Linked DNA regions of Gossypium hirsutum: region 1 is linked to region 2. The links are chromatin contacts, called in public Hi-C maps. All regions are on one chromosome and are shown on one strand. The core of a region is the stretch at or near the end of the contact, and the rest is flanking DNA. Distances in the headings are between cores, read along the strand shown.

Region 1 (2,700 bases), core at 24-2,523, 150 kb after region 2:
TTTCTAAGATAAATTGGACCACCTTTTGAGTTCATTATCAGAATATCTTAAGCTTATTTTTTTATATAGACAAAGATACACAAAACACATACATAGACATATTCCTCAGTTTACTCAAGGAAGCGCTTTTTTGCCCTTTGCACCTCGGTATAGAAAAATTATGAAGTTATCCGACAAACATATGAAACTCAACACTTATTGAACTAACCAAACAAAAGTGAACCTGTGAGGTAATCCTATAACATACGTAACCAACTAAAAGCAGAAATGTTGTGAAAGAATTTAGGAAACAGTAATAACATAGTGATTAACCCCAAAAGAAAAGAACAGACAGAACTCCATAAAGACGGATTAAACGGGGAAACAAAGACCAACCAATGGATGAACAAAACGCTGCCCATCCTCACTCCTCTGCAACCAAACATGTTCAAAAGGCTGATTCGAATTATTCACAAGTATATTATACTCTTCCTGAGGCTTCCGTATCATTGGTATATGAAATGGCACCTTAGCTTTCCCAGTCGTCCCCGTAGCCAATGCCTCTTTCTTCACCTTCACTCCAGAAGAACCCGAAAACCCACCTTCCTTCCCACTCACTGACACACCAACCGAGTCACTCAATAAACCACCGTTAATTTTCTTCTTTTTCTTCCCGTAAACCAACTGAAACCCATTATTGTCAGGATCCGACCCAATAAACCGGCCCGTTTCCTCTTCTTTCTTTCGAATCTTATGAAATTCGTCGATGGAAACGTCAAATCGTTCCAAAAGTTCGTCGTTGATATCAACGAGCCAATCATAAGCTTCATCATCGGCTATGCTGTCAAGGTTGCTAGGGAAATTGATGGCCTTGTTGGCGCCCCAGATTTTAGCCGAAGCGCCAATGGATTCAAGCAAAGAATCGGATGTTTTGGCGATTTGATCGATGGGAAGCTTGAAATCGGAGAAGTTGTTGAAGAAATGAAAGTCTTGATTGGAAGGGAGGGTTGGAGAAGAGGAAGAGAGTGAAGAAAGAGAAGAAGAGAGAGGACCTAGAGCTAACGTTTGAAGAATTTGAGAATTCTCTGAAGGTTGAGATTGGGCTTCCATTGTTATCTGATCGTCGTAGTCGTTCATCGTTGTGTTAGGGTTGTAGTGTAGAAAAAGCATATTAGGGTTTTAGAAATTTTTGGTTTTCTTTGGGTTAAATTCTGCTATTAGTCTTTACACTTTATGAAAATTGTGTATTTTGTTTTTATACTTTACTTTGATCAATTTTAGTCCTTATAATTTTAAATTGGTAAATTTTAGTCATTACAATATTTAGAGTTTGAAAATTTAGTTCTGAACCAAACAACAGCAATTAAATTTGTTTAGTTAAATACAATTATAAGTTTTGTAATATGCATACGTTTGTAAATTTAGTTCATATTCTCCAACTAAGTCATTTTAAGTCCCTATACTTATCAAAATTTAAAATTTCAGTATTAATAAAAATTACAATCGTTAATCCATTAACATGATTTTTAGTAAGGAATATGTGAAAATAACATGTTAACATAATATTACACATATAATAATATATTTGTTGAATCAGAATTTAGAAATAGTAGAACTTAATTTAATATTTATCATTTAGAGAGCGTTGAAATTTAAAAATTTTAAAAATATAAAATCTAAAAATTACCAAATTCTAATACAAAAATTAAATCCACAGCTTTTGTAAAAATACATAAATTTAATTAAGGAAATAATTTTACATTTTTTCATATTTGTTCTAAGAAAATTAGTTTAGTCAATAAAATATAACCCTCTATTTGAAAAACAGAAAAATTTAAGTACTAAAAAATTAAATATAAAAAATTTTAAGTGATAATTCAAGTTATAAAACATGTTTGGGAAAAAAAATCGAAAAATTAAGCGTTGTTGTAAAACATGTTTAACATTAATTAAAATTAAATACAGAATATAATTAAACTATATGACGAGGGGATAATATAATTTTTTTAAAATAAATTAATATAATATAATTTATTTTATTAAGCTATAAGCAGGTTCTATTTTTTGCAAAAGAAAAATAAAAAATAAAAATTGTTTACTAATTTTTATTGTGGGATATCAAACTTGTTTTAAAAAAATTAAATGATTAAAAATATTAATTTCAATTAGATTATTTTTAAACTGGCCGGAGTTAACCTTTTTTTTTAATTTAAATTGTCTTTCACTTTTGATCGTGGTAGTTGATATCGTACTAATATTGGTCTGTATTGTTTCAGTCTTAAACCAATACCAAGTATTCTATGTTTTATTTCGATCACAATTTAGGTGCACTTTGGTCATTTCAGTGTATTTCGTCCAATTTCAATCAATATCGGCCTGTTTTTGCCCGTACTGGTTTCTACAAAATTTTGGCATTTCAAACTATTTTTTAATATTTTTATTTTACCCATTTTATTTTTCCATAATTATATTTAAAAATAAAAATTACTAAATTGAATTATTCAACCTAATTAATAATTTTAAAATTTATACTTACGTATAAATATATTTATATGAATGAGATATATTTACATATATATATAAAATGTATAATTTATTTTTTGACAAAAAAATATAATTTTTGAAGAAACTAAAACTTAGGCTATAAATATATATGTGAAAAATATTTAATGTATATATAATTTATCAAGAAATTAAAAATTAGATTATAAATATGTATAT
Region 2 (3,032 bases), core at 101-2,600:
GGGTCCAAGAATAAGAAGGCATGTGAATACCCAATTATTTATTTACTTTCGATTTTTAACATAATTTTCACACAAGGTTATGGGAGATCACATTGTCACGTGACAAAAGATTGATATATGCCCTAAACAAAACAAATAATTTCCTACCCCTACTCCAATATTTTGGATCCGTTCTGTTATTAAATTTGGTATGCGTATCCACTAAGGAGGCAACATGTGTGATGCGACCACACCACATTCATGCATTACTATCAATCAAATCTCCCTTCTTTTCCCTCCTTTCCATTGCTAGGGCTGAATCAGATTCTAAATGCCCAATGGAACCCCCACAAACACAAGAAACAAACATCGGTGTCTACAGCAACTCATGCGTTGTTTTAGAATATTCAGTTTAAACTTAGGTAAAATAAAAAAAATCATTTATTTTGACAGTTGTAATTGACAGAAAAGGTGGTTTTTTTTTTACTTTTTTACCATAAAAAATCTAAAATACAACGTGCAAGTACAAATACAAAACCATGATCCATATCAATATTAATAAATAACGAAACTGGGAGTTTCTGGACTTAGATCAGATGGCCTATAAGTCAAAATTTTAGCAGAAATCCTAGAACCTAGATTTTGAAGTGAATTTTGCTGATAACTTACCAAGAATATCGCATAGCTTGTTTACATCAGAAGCAGGAGGGACAAATCCAGGGCCTCTGAAGATTTGTGTACAAGAAACAAAGAGTTGTTGCAATACATCAGGAACTCTTGGAAACACAACCTCTCTTCTCATCTTCTTATATGATCTGTTCTTCTTCTCCGTCTTGTTACCATACCTAACCCTGTTGTTTACATGCTTTACAGTCGTCGTGATATTATTTTTGCTTTGCTCCACCAATCCACCAGTTTCCACCGTCATAGATGATTCTTATTGGGAAAACACTATTTTCATGCAAAACCCAGAAGATTTCAAAACAAAGTTTGTCCCAAGGGAAAAAAGAAGTTTGTGTTAATGAGTTCGTTTGGAGGAAGAAGAAGATAAAGATTGATATTAGCAAAGAAAGAGAAAAAAGAAAAGGGGGGGAGAAATCTATGAGAAAATGCGAAGATAGTTAACTGTTGGGAAAGAAAGGTGCAAAGGTGGTATATAAGGGTGGGAGAGAGAGCAAAACTAGGGGCCATGAAAAACAGGGAAGAAAAAAAAACCTTTTAATTTTATAGTTTTCGATTTGAAAAATAAAATAAAATACAGCTCATTAAAAAGCATTTAAAAATAAAGAAAACCTGTAGAAAAAGCGAAAAGAGAAGGCTGGGTTTTTTTTTTAAATTAAATTTAATTATTTATATTTAAGTTCGCGCCCCCAAGATTGAGAGTTGAAAACTGCCTGTTATCTTAAGCCACCCCTGGTTTTTTTATTTTGATGATAAAAAGTTTGGAATTTTAACGATTAGTAATTGACGAAATTGGCCCTTCTTACTTGCCTATTCTTTAAGATATTTTTGGGCCAAAATTAGAAATAAAGTAAAATTTGCCACCTCACATGTTGGGGGTAATATTAAGGTTACAAATACGAAAAGATTAGGTGGGTTTGGTTGATGTTTTTTTTTTTAGAAAATTGAAATATAGAAATAAAAATTTGTTTTTAATAATGAAAACAGTATTACATTTACATGGATTCAAATCAGTGTATTAGATTTAATATTAGAAAAATAGGTAAACTAAAAAAATAGTCACTTTTGTTTACCTCATGTTACATTTTAGTCATTTATATTTGAAATGTTACGTTTTAATCACTTATGTTATTATTTTGTTATGAAGTGATAACTTTCTCGTTAAGTTCTGTTATAACTCCCTAACGGTAATCCTACGTGGCAGTCTAACTAGATATTAGTGAATCTGCTAATACATACTTCGTCCGGATGAAGTACGTATTAGCAGATTCACTAATATGATTATATATATATTTACGCATGTATCATATTACAAAAATAAAATTTTAAATACTTATACCTAATAAAACATGTATCTCATTACAATAATAGTTATTTTCCAAATAACATATTGTTTTATAATTTTATTTCTTATTTAATATTTTAATTTAATTTTAATAATGCATACTTTATCCGGATGTAGTATGTATTAGCAGATTCACTAATATCTAGTTGGACTGCCACGTAGGATTACCGTTAGAAAGATAACAGAACTTAACGGAAGATTGATCACTTCGTAACAAAATAATAACTTAAGTGACTAAAATGTAACATGAGGCAAACAAAAGTGACTATTTTTGTAGTTTACCCTTAGAAAAATTGATGAAAAATATAATAATATTTTTGTGTTTATGTGAGTTTGAATCAATATTACTGGCCAAGTCCGAAGGCTCACCCGAAAAATGAGAAAGTTTAGGTAAAAATATATGCTCAGAAAATAGACTTGGGTAAAAAATAAGGCCTATGTAGGAAATGGGTCGGGCCTCAAGTAAGGTTTCTGCGGCCCGAAGGTTTCTGCGGCCCGAGCCCTACCCTGCCTGAATTTGCAATAATAAAAAAAACCCTATTGTTTTGTTGCTATCTTTCCATGTTTTGCTATTGTTTTTCCACTTTCATCGCTATTTTACTACCATTTCACTATTATATTGCTACTATTATTTGGATAACATATAACATTTGCTTTATTGGTAATTTTGCTATAATTTTATAGGTATTTGTTTGTTAAGTTGCATTTATCTTAGTGTTATTTAAGTGTAAAGATTTTTTAATTTATTTTCAATTTGTTGGGAAACATTTATTTTAATATTTTTAGTATATTTGGCGTATTATATTTTTTAAATTTTCTATATGAAAAATAAAATTAAAAAAAATTATACGAGCAGGCTGGACTCGGGTTTTAGCATTTTTATCTAGGTCAAACTTGGGCAAAAATTTAAACTCATTTTTTAGGTCAAGCTCAAACCTATCAATTGGACCTAAAAATTTGATAGGGCCTGACCCTAACCCGACCCGTCCCATGGATAATTCTAATCAAGACCAAATATATTTAAAGT

Evidence for each region. Hi-C and Micro-C count contacts between places; a contact is called where the count stands out from the background.
Region 1: a contact with region 2 is called in a Hi-C map of leaf, with 3 times the contacts expected there. The contact joins the promoter of LOC107913697 here to the promoter of LOC121209839 in region 2. A contact is called at or near these places in 13 of 34 Hi-C or Micro-C datasets (anther, fibers, leaf and 2 more).

Annotation. Positions count from the first base shown.
Region 1 is chrA11:93,599,884-93,602,583 of Gossypium_hirsutum_v2.1, forward strand. LOC107913697 (protein RRP6-like 2) reads right to left here and starts at 1,274. Exons shown (of 14, transcript XM_016842357.2): 1 at 376-1,274. The coding sequence starts at 1,149.
Region 2 is chrA11:93,453,147-93,456,178 of Gossypium_hirsutum_v2.1, forward strand. It overlaps LOC121209839 (plant cysteine oxidase 2), which reads right to left and starts at 1,351. Exons shown (of 5, transcript XM_041081555.1): 1 at 649-1,351. The coding sequence starts at 907.